Linked DNA regions of Drosophila melanogaster: region 1 is linked to region 2. Evidence: chromatin contacts called from public Hi-C data. All regions are on one chromosome and are shown on one strand. The core of a region is the stretch at or near the end of the contact, and the rest is flanking DNA. Distances in the headings are between cores, read along the strand shown. Region 1 holds the start of daw (dawdle). Region 2 holds the start of sau (sauron).

The links. Hi-C and Micro-C count contacts between places; a contact is called where the count stands out from the background.
Region 1: a Hi-C map of the Kc167 cell line shows a contact between it and region 2, with 8 times the contacts expected there. A contact is called at or near these places in 2 of 107 Hi-C or Micro-C datasets (the D17-c3 cell line and the Kc167 cell line).

What each region holds. Positions count from the first base shown.
Region 1 is chr2L:2,802,421-2,807,759 of dm6, forward strand. It overlaps daw (dawdle), which reads left to right and starts at 2,841. Exons shown (of 5, transcript NM_001273038.1): 1 at 2,841-3,181.
Region 2 is chr2L:2,223,177-2,229,240 of dm6, forward strand. It overlaps sau (sauron), which reads left to right and starts at 3,166. Exons shown (of 5, transcript NM_001014460.3): 1 at 3,166-4,105. The coding sequence starts at 3,893. papi (papi,) reads left to right here. Exons shown (of 5, transcript NM_164461.2): 2 at 67-457; 3 at 529-1,350; 4 at 1,403-1,509; 5 at 1,568-2,368. The coding sequence starts at 153. The coding sequence ends at 2,064. It overlaps CG15387, which reads right to left and starts at 3,118. Exons shown (of 2, transcript NM_001103588.2): 1 at 2,883-3,118; 2 at 2,369-2,825. The coding sequence starts at 3,029. The coding sequence ends at 2,622. It also overlaps asRNA:CR44114.

The sequences.
Region 1 (5,339 bases), core at 1,591-4,090, 580 kb after region 2:
TCGTCATCTGGCGGAGGAGCAACGTCACGGGTTGGCGCGTTCATCATCTCGAGCGGTTGGGAACTCGAAATTCCGGCAGACACGAGGTGCATGCGTGGACGCCTTGGCACTCGGACGCCTTGGCTAATTGCTTTGGGTGCAGCCCAGATGATTGAGTGAATTGAGTGAGACGATTCGATAAAATAAGATTCGAATTTGGTTCACACACGACTGGCGCATGACTCGTAAGTGGACTTTGGTCCCACCAAAAGATATTCACTTGCGCGGCTCAGTTTCGATCTGCGCCCGATCTCGTCTAGCCTGTCTGTCTGGATGGATGGTTGGATGGATGGATGGATGAAGGGATGGATGGAGGGATGGGTAGATGCAGGCGCCTCATCTCGAGTGCTCCAAAGTCCAAGTTGTCAATTCCGTTCATGGCTCCGCAATTACTACGCTCAATATCAATTTGTTCGCACTTACAGAGCGAACGGAAAGTTTCCCCAGCGAGCTGATTAAGTGGCCCCTTATTCAGCTAAAAATTTTAATTAATTTCACTTCTTGTAGTCCGAGCTGTTGAATTATTTTTGGCTCCAGTTCGATTATCTCCTTGAGGATCCACGCTCAGTTCACATGAACAGACCACAATCGGAGTCACACCTGTTCGGTCGAAAGGCCTCAAAGTGTTAATTAGTTTGCTAATTAGTTTTCAGCTTTAATTAGTGCCTTTAATTTCGATGGGTGCTTAGTCATTTTCAACACTGTGATTAAAATAGATACTTGTTGTTTATATTTTATTGGGTTAAGTTATGAGTTTTGAGTGTAATTTTCAGCAACTATGACAAATTAAAAGTGTTTTTTTTTGGCGATGTATCAGGCAGTTTTCAAATAAAATTGCAATTTAAAATAATAAAAATATATTCACACATATTGCAGCCTCGATTAATTTTTTACTATGCAATATATACTCTAATAATCTACGTTTTAATGATTTTTGAAATTACTTTTTATAATTAAATCGAAAGTCGTGGGTGTTATCAATGGTTATCAAAATGAATATATAAAAAACAGTGTATATTTGTGTTTTGTCTGGCTACTTTCCGGTTGTCAACAAGAAATCCTCTGTAATCAGAAGACTTTGTTCTGCTGGCCCTCTTCTTAACCTATTAAACCAGGAATAGTAGAAATAGATTCAAATCGTTTCAATAACTCTATTTTTTGAGTTCACATTCTTAGACTTTACTTTCCTGATCTGTAATTTGAATCAAATGCTCACTAGACAGTCATAGAATTTTCCTGATCAAATGCAAGGCCAAAGTCTAGACGAATAAGGCCATTTATAATCAAATGAAGCGATGAATAGTTCAGAAAATATTAGAATGAATCTTTAGATGTTTAAGGTAACTTTAAGCTTGCAGTTCAAACGTGTAACTAAAGTCATAGTACCCCTATCAAGGGTATAAGCATCATATATTGTTGACTTAATTATGACACCAAAACACTGTTTTAATTAAAAACTGAAATTCCAGAGGCCCGGCCACGATAAGCCGTGCATTGTGACGTGTTTTTCAGCACGCGCGCCACATTTAAAAATTAGACGTTTCGAGTGAGATTTTGCCTCGATCCTGAGTATACAAATCACGAAAGGTATATTGTGCGATTCCATCGCATTATATTTGAGGTGAATGCTTTATTGTGAAATCTCAAGGTAAACAAAACTCGGAACGGACTTAATCAGTCGATTGGCATGAGGTTTGAAAGTGAAACACAGCGATACGCAATCAGAGCCAGCATTTAATTAATATTAGCCATTTACATACTATTGTCCTCCGAGGTAATCTCAAGAGACCCATGCTCGACGGGCGTGAAAACTTCAAAATTATGATATCACACATGGTAATCAATTGAAGCAGCCAGCAAGTTAAAAACAAGAAACCCCAAACGTCGTAAAAGCCACATCGTAAATTGGTCAAGAGGAAAGCGATTAGCTGGCCAAGAGCTAAACAAAAACAGGAAGGCATACGTAGGGTGGAGTCTGAAATTGAGTATACTTAGTTCATTCGTTATATTACATCTAATTGTTCAGTCTTTTACACGACATTGTTTGCATATTCTTCGATGATACATATGTACTTTCTTCTAGCATTCATGGTTATACGTCAATTTTAGTCATACCTCTCGCTAGTACCGCTTATTAATAGACATTGGGCCATCAAAAGAAAGCGATGGTATCGCTTTGGCTGTGAGAACCAATCGCCATTAGGCAATGTCGGCTATCAGGGAAAGTCAAAGGCAATCCGCTGGACTGGACTGCCGCTGAACTTTGGACCGGTTGGATCGAGCGATAAAACCCCACCGGCACGACGTCAGCTCACGTTTTTGGGTGACGAATGCTGGGGCTCGATCCTCATTCCCAACAAGCTCGAACTCACGAACGGCCATCGAACATGTAGCGCCGGCCAGCGAACTTGTTCGATGCTCCAGCCTCGAGCGGCGTGGGTGTTCGATGCAGGAGGCGATCGGATGGGAGCCAACCGGACCTAAAACGCTGCTGTGTGGGCCAGGGGGGAAAGCCACCCATTATCAGTGGCTCTCCCTGCTCTCCCTCTCTCTCTCTCTGTCGCACTTGCTGGAAGCAAAGTAGAATTGCGCATCGCTTAAAACGCAGAGCAGCGGAGTGCGCCAATGATCGGCGGCGTGTCTGTTATCAAACAAACTGAAACTCAACTGTCTGCCGCCCGAAGAGTGGGCCATACCCATACCCATACCCATACCCAGGCCCATACTCACACCCATACCGCTCCCCACAGATACCGTTAGTCGTACCGCTCCAGGCTTTTGTGGCCGCTGCGCCGCCCATCGTCGAATTATTCACACGCAGACGTTCCCAACGATCGGATCGAAAATTATTCAAATCGTGCAAATCGTACATGAAACTTGGTGTGAACGAATAATACTTTATGTTTCTTCAAAACATTTGTTTTTGCTCAGCGAAATATCAGCTCGTCATTTTGAGGAAATCAAGTTCAAGTGGTGAAATTCAAAACAATAATGAGTTTGCGAAAGTGATTTGCGAAAACAAATAAACGGACAATCGATTGTAGAATCACTCAAGGACATTTGATAAGCATCCCTTTTCGCAGAAGATTGCAAACAATGTGCTAAGTTATTCAAGCATTTTGACAATGGATTATTAATTTGGGTGAGTTACATAACACAAGGGCTTATTGTGTAAGAAGTTTAAATAAAAGTGCCAAAAATGTGAATTATGGAATCAGCCTCAACATGGGATACTAGAAATTGTATATTTTTTTTAGCAGTCTAATGCTCAATATCAGTTATTACCAAATCGCAGGGAAGTTTCTAGTTTCGCTTTTGGAATATCATGCCGTAATTAAAAACTAATCATGCAGTGAATGGTTTATCGATCAGAGGCCTATCTATCACCGATTGATTGATTGATAGTTTTCGAGCCTATAACCCAGGCGCATAACCTCCAAAAGCTCTTGGCGAATTTCGGCCACGTCGAGAGTCATTGGCCAAATTTAGTTGCTACCAATGATGATCTTATTTAATCCTGCACTTGATTTATGGTAGCATCGCCGATGAGCGTGTGGCGAGAAAAGTATTATGGCAGATTAATTTGCGACGCTTCGGGCCTCTGGCTTCTGGCAATCGGGGCAATCTCCGTGAGCGGTTCCAAAGTCCAGATCGTGGCATGCTCCCAACCGCTGATCGGCGAGAACGGCGTGATCGCCGTGATTTATTGCCAAAAACCGATGGAAGCAGCCGTGTTTTTGTCGCAGTGCATTCAACTGCTGCGCGCGAAGAAGAAATGCAAGTGATAATTGCCGGCAATTACGATAGCCCCACTCCAAGTCCGAGTCCCAGCCCCACATCCAGTCCCAGCTGCCCCGTAATTAATGCGAAAATGATACGGGCAGGCCCATGGAAAACCCCCAAGCAGAGTCGCTTAGTCAAGAAGCCATCTCCATCAAGCGGCTGTACTTTGCACCTCCAATCGACGCATCGCCAGACCCCCAACTCCCCATTCACAGGCACAGCAGTTTTTTGCTCCGATTTGCATCGACATGGCAACCGCGGAGTCTTCACTACAGCTTTTGCTTCTGATCACGCGCTGGTGGCGTGCTCGATGACGTAGCCATGACTGCCGGGCGTTAAATGACCTTCTTCAACTTCTGTCCCCCTTCCCAGCGGCACCCCTTTTCCGCGGGCCCCCATCACATCGCAGTCGCACGCCTCGGCTTCGATTCCTGCCTTTGATAAGTCGGTCAGTCAAGTCAGTCATTAAGTCCAGTGCAGTGCGGACAGCTCGAGTTACGTCAAAAACGAAGAGTACGTACAAAACGTGTCACATGTCGCGTGTGTGCTACAATCCAAGCCCTGCTTCCTGATCCGATCCCCATCCATTCTATCAGATCCCATCCCATCCGATCTGATCCGTCATTATGTGGCCCCCAGTCGCTTTAATCGACGTCAGGTTGGTTGTGTTGGAAAAAACAAAATGGAGCAGATTTTGGAACGTGGCAATCTACGTAGGTTGTGGAAAAATATGCGATGAGTTGATAAGTGGTGCGACATATGCTGAAGGCCAGGACGTCATTTAAATTGGAAAAGGGCCACTGGAAAAGTGTAATACCTTATGTAACTTATGGGAACACGTAAAACTAAACTTAATTGTGCAAGTCAAAGGTGTCATAATCTAATATGAAATTGGGGAGTATGCAATACTTATAGTTGTTTATTGTATTATTTCCTAACAAGAACCCCTATTAATTTGCTTTTGCTTAAGCCGCACCAACAATGTTGCCAGAATTCGCTGAGGCCTACAAAATTTCTATCAATTAAACGGACCTTCTCCTCCGTATAGTATAGATCATTTCTATTCGTCTCGATGATCTAATTGGGTTCAGAAAAATCACAGTTCGTGACAAGCGAATCGGGCACGTGTTCAGCATTTAAGGCTAAATCGAATAGGCGGTATAATATAACTCGTGATCTGCCGGCCTTCAAAATACTTTTCTTGACCTTACTCGACTGCTTCACATTTAGCCGAGACCAGAAATTCTGGCTGATGAAATTCCCAACCGAAATACTCATGAATTTCCCATTCGCATTTAAATTGGAAAACAGACACACTATGTATTTGAAATGCGCATCTATTAACCGAATCCGATTAGGATTGCCCAGAATCGCATGCTAAGCGTACTTAATTGGTTAAATGCCGCACTACATATTCCATGCTCCCGATTTGTGGACCAAAAGTGGGAAACCGCCCCTTATCAGCAACGTGTTCACTATTAATTGATTGACACACAATCGAGTCGGATCATCAAAGT
Region 2 (6,064 bases), core at 1,916-4,415:
TTCAGTGGGATTTAGTTGCTCGTACTGTTGATATGTAATGTTGTGACCAGAAATATTTTATTTCAGTTTTCGAAAACCTCGAAAGGCAGACTTGAAAAGGCTGCCCCAAACACCCAGCTCTACGCAAATCCACCCACAACAAGTTAATCAACATGTTGCGCAACACGCCTTTCGGTGCCACGCCCACCTACAAACTACTTCTGGGCTTCGGACTATGCTCCCTTGGGGGCGCCATGCTATATGCCTATTTCAAGACTCGAAACGACGAGGAGGAAGCGGACTCAGGTGGCCAACGGCCGGCATCCGGGATTAGAGGACAGACAGAGGAACAGAAGCCCCAGAAGGAAGTGTGCCTCAAAATCGTCGTGGACAACGAGCATGTGCCCCTGATAATGGGTCGCGGTGGATCCAATATCAAGTTGATTGAAGAAAAGACCCTGGCCAAGATAAGATTACGGTAATTGGATTTGAAAATTATCGACCCAGGAATTAAACCTGACTAACAAAAATCAAATTCTTCTCCTCCAGAGACAAAGACAGTGGCCACAAATTCTGCGACATTAGCGGCGTTCCCGATGCGGTTAAGGCGGCTCGAGCTCTGCTTATCAAGGAAATTGAACGTGCGCCCGTGGTGAAAGTGGAACTGCAGGTGCCCCAGAGGCTGGCCAGCAAAATTAACGGACGCGGCGGCGAGCTCCTCCAGGAGATCCGGAGCAGTTCGCTAGCCAAGCTGAATATCGATTTAAATGGGCGGAATGGAAAGGCCAAGATTACGATTATCGGCAATCAAAAGCAAGTGAACATAGCCCGAAAAATGCTGGATGATCAGATAGAGGAGGATGAGGAACTCGTGCGGTCCATGGAGGAGGTGGAACAGCGTCGGGAGCCCCGCAGATCTCCCACCAACAGCATTGCGTCCAGCATGTACTCCTCCCAGACATCCCTAAGCTCTCACACTCAGCCCAGAGACAAGCTAATGGCCTCCAAGGGCGAGGGTAAGCCAATGGAGGTTTATGTCTCCGCGGTGGCCTCGCCCACTAAATTCTGGGTTCAGCTTATCGGACCGCAGTCCAAGAAGCTCGATAGCATGGTCCAGGAGATGACCAGCTATTATAGTAGTGCTGAAAACAGGGCCAAGCACGTGCTGACTGCTCCATATGTGGGTCAGATTGTGGCAGCCGTGTTTAAGTTCGACGAGAAGTGGTATCGCGCAGAAATCGTGGACATTATGCCTAACCAGTACAATCCAAAGGAGCAGGTGATCGATCTCTACTTCGTGGACTATGGAGATAGCGAATATATTTCGCCAGCTGATATCTGCGAGCTGCGCACTGATTTCCTCACGCTCAGGTAAGCAGTTCGACTGATTGGATAGACATAAATTTATATTTCACTATTTTAGGTTCCAAGCCGTTGAATGCTTCTTGGCCAATGTAAAATCTACCATCCAGACGGAGCCTATTACGTGGCCAAAGTCTTCAATCGCAAAGTTCGAAGAGCTGACAGAGGGTATGATTTCAGCAACAGTTGCTAGATATATTTTTGACTAAACACCGAACATTTGTAGTGGCACATTGGAGAAAGCTGATTGCTCGAGTGGTGACCTACAAGGAGCGTCCACGGGCAACCACCGCTGTAAGTGCTGCTGCCAAGGAGGGAACCCCGCTGCCCGGAGTGGAACTATTCGATCCAGCCGACAACTCTGAACTAAATATTGCCGATCTGATGATCACCCAGGGCTTTGCTCTGCCCCTGGACGATTCGTATCCAGTGCGGTCACGCTCCTCGACGCCCTCAAGTAACAGCGACTCCACCATTGAGGAGTTGTGCGTCAGCAATCCAGTGACTCCGCTTACGCCCCACTCACCTATGTCGATGTCCATTGATGTTGACAGCATTACGCAGGCGGAGAACGAGCACCTCGCCCAGCAGCTGCAGCATTTGCAGCATAAACTGAACGGAAACGACATAAAAAACATTAATCCGGCTAAACTGACGGCTACAGACCTCGAAAACGGGAATAACAATAATGCCAGCACCACAAATGGTGCTAGCGCGCATTAGGATTTCACATTGTTACTAATTATCCTCGCCTAATTGTTTATAAGATGAAGGCTGGACGAGCAGCTCACTACTTGACGTGTACATAAAAGTATAGCTCTTAAGGAACTTATTGTATAGGTACGAAAGAAAACTGTTTAATTTATCGCCGTGACTGATCGACATATCCTAGATCCTAAAAGCTGACGATGGAACGGCACAGATCCTTAATTGTTTATAGCAACCTTTGCCATGTTACTTATTGTTAGCAAGAACAAGAAAAACATTTGTACATCAACAAAAAATACACAAAAAAGATCACAAACTTATCAAAAGAAATGCATTTTATAAGAATATCAAGCTTAAGTCTATTTTGGTGGCCTGTTTCAGAAATCTGTATTAGAGAAGTATTTCAATATTCTTTGAAAATAAGATTTTCTAGATGACGTTAAGGCATAATTGAAAATGAATATAGTTTCTTCAAATGAAAAGGGCTACAAATATTAAAAGTCGCTTAAAGTATATTAAAAAACCCACCGGGGGGCAGAATTGCAGTCTTGTTTGGGGGATTTACCCCACGCTTAGATTAGGATGTCGTTGGTGGTGTTTATAGCTATGGGGGGCAGGTATATGGCGCGGATCTGACTGCGCAGGCGTACGATTTCCATGTCGTCCCTTTCCATTTCTCTGATGAGCTGGGAGAACTGGACTAATCCCTCGCGGTTTCCAGGAAACCCATGACCCTTAATGACCTCCAGTTGGAGTTGCATCACCAATGGAAAAACCTGCAATGTATTATGTTAAACTATTTGGTTATTTGTTTTGATTTGCTTGGTATTTACGTGCTGCATCATGAGAATCATCTCTTTTCCAGCGGAAGCCTTTGCCTCTGAGAGTTTCTTCGAGTTTTCCGGCTGATTTACACAGCGTATTATGTCCATAAGAATTTGCTTGGCAGTATCACTGTTGAAATTGGTCAAGTAGGACATTATAAACGTTTTAACGGCAGTGTTTGTGACGAATTTAGGCAAAATGCAACAAATTGTAGTAGGTTTTATTTTGTGTTTCCGTTAGAGATGAGTCATACAGCGATTACAACTATCGGACAAACTATCGGTTCGGATTCATAACATTACCAAACCCTTAGTATGGACAAGGAACTGTAATATCATTCAAACAAAAACTTTACGATTAAATAAATTAAGCTGAATTACAAAAAATTAAGAGTAAAAGTTAAATTAATTTCGTTTTAACAGCACCTCTAGAAGCAAAACGTTATCCAACACTTAAGGTCTGGAAAATTGCCAGTACTGAAAAGTGCGGAAATCATGTCACGTCGGAACGTCGACAAAAGACACAAATAATAGGAAAAAGCTTATTTCGCGCAGGCACTCGCATATTCCCAGTAAATGCAAGGCCAATGCAAATGCACCATTAGTACGGGCCACCAAATTGTAAATCAAACCGTCGAGTTCCCAGCGCAAAAACGCCGAGCAAAGCAGCAACAACGAAACGCAGTTTAGGGCCTGCATTTTTGCGATAGTGTGAAAAGTGCGTGTGTGCAAAAGAATACAAAATAAAGGGGGCGCAAAAGAGTCAGTGAAAACAACAACACACAAAAACACAAGACACAAGTACACAGAGAAAAACGCAAACACCCGCACTCGCGCAAACAGACACACACACACACTGTGAAACTCCCAACGTCGAGTCAGCAAATTGTGCCACACACACAAAACGAGGAAAGAGGAAGAAGAGCAGCAGCAGAAAAACATAGGTGCTCCGCTCGCATCCCACATCTCCAAAACTCCATCGATCCGAACTTCCCGACTACCCAACCCAACTCTCCGGAATGAATCGCTCCGACGGATTGGTGCGTCGCTCGGTGAAACCCCGCGAAAACGGTGGGGCGGAGGGTGGGTTGAATGCCAACACGCCGGACGACAACCAGGATGCACTGGACAACCTAAAGGACCAGGAGGACAATATCGACGATGGCGACTCCAAGGAAACACGACTAACGCTCATGGAGGAGGTTCTGCTGCTGGGACTCAAGGACAAGGAGGTGGGTGTGCTCCTTATCTCTTATCTGCTTGGGATGCACTAATTAATTGGTTTCTTTCGCAACATAAGTGCTTCTTCTTCACCTGTTAACCGACGTCTCTCTCTCTCTGTCGCTCTCACGATTTCTCTCTTTCGCAACCTCTTGCTTGGCCCCAAGTGCAACGCAGTCCATCTTCCAGCAGGGGCGTAGTGAAAATTGGATACAGGGGGGTAACTTATCACTTCAGTTATGGGGGCAACAATGTTTATCTGTCCTACAGATAAACATTTTATGCCATGTCTTAGCCACTTCTCTTAGCTTTTCCAGTTTGTTAAGCAATGCACTATGAAATCTTTTGACCAGCCTGCTGACTAATGCGCAATCAGTGAGACTGCCAACACCATTTTCTTAACCACTTTTGTTTTTGCATTAATTAATAGTGTGCTCCATCTGTTAAGGTCTAATCAGCCGTTCATTCTAATCTATAGAACCCATTACTTGCCCTTTGTAATACTTTGATGTACTTCCCAAATAAGTGATGATATATTTATATATAGTATATAATAGGTTTATTTTATGTGTTACACTATCGCGCAATTGCTTCCAGTGCCAAATCAAAAAGATTCTTAGAATTGTTGCCAACGTTCTTAGTTGTTGGAAAGATAGCGCTCTAATACTTCTTCGGTTGGCAGTTGTGGCTATAAATACATACATATCTCTTCGAGAACTTCACTCCGCGCAGCACGGAGAACGGTTTCGTCAAACGAGTTTTCCAATAAGTGGTTAATTTGCATAGGTTTGTAATATTCATAAATCTACGTATAGCGCGGGATGATGTCCGTAAATGCGAACCATCATCCATACGTGACCCATTATGGCGAACAGGCAGATTCGCATTTCTCCATTGAATTCGGTTTTTATATTTCACTTGGCACACAGCTTTATCGCTCAATTGCTGTTCGCTTGTACCACATAGGAATGCACACATGTGCCTTTGTGGCTGGCACCACGTCTATTTGTTTTCATCATTTTGCCCGCAGTGTATTTGTGTGACCACCCACACCTCCATCCCTGCCACCTCCTCTCCCTTCGCATAAGAGGGATACGAGCTGGAAACAGTGGGACGTGTTGCCCGCTTTTGTTTTACATTCCCCTTCCGAGCGCTCTTATCGCGAAGATTTTGTCCATTTGGTTAATTGTTTGAGGAAGTACATACTATCAAGTGCTGCTCTCCTCTGCCTAGCTCTCATCCGTTTCGGGCTTTTCTTATGTCAGTACGTCACTCATTTTCGAAATTATACAAAGTACTTGGCTTCTACCCACACCATCCATTAGGAAAATTTCAATATCTCGAACTGCCGAACTGATAAGCGACGTGTTCTTTGCAAATGATTCACTTTTATACCTTTCGTTCGGAACGATTCCTTATCAATCATCTGAGCGATTGTTATATAAATTATTTTAAAATCGTGAAATGGCATTGAAACGTGGTTGAGGTATCTATCTATACCTTCCAATTATCATAGCTTTTCAAGCGTTAATAACAAGAGTAATTTTTGTAATTGATTTTTTATGTGGTTATAACATAACTCTTCTTGTTCGTTTTTTCATTTATACTAGCTAGATAAGCATTGTATTTTTTAAATTGACAGTTCATACACTTCTGTGGGCAAGGCCTAAACAAACTCAAGTGTTTAATGTTTTAACAACTGAATACTTTCGTCTGGGAGCTTTACGACCCCGGCAACAGGGTAATTATTCATTTCTTTTACGCCCAACACAAGTGAAAAGGCCAAACCATAGACTTGCTCAAATATATTTCAAAACCTTGAAACATGAGACAGTAACCATTTGTTAATGAAGTTTGTACTTACATTTATGTTAGATAGAATTTAATAAAATTTTAAAAAATAAACAAGTAACGCATTCACACATTCTTATTTTTAGATGCCCATCCAGGCCAATCAAATAGCTTGAATC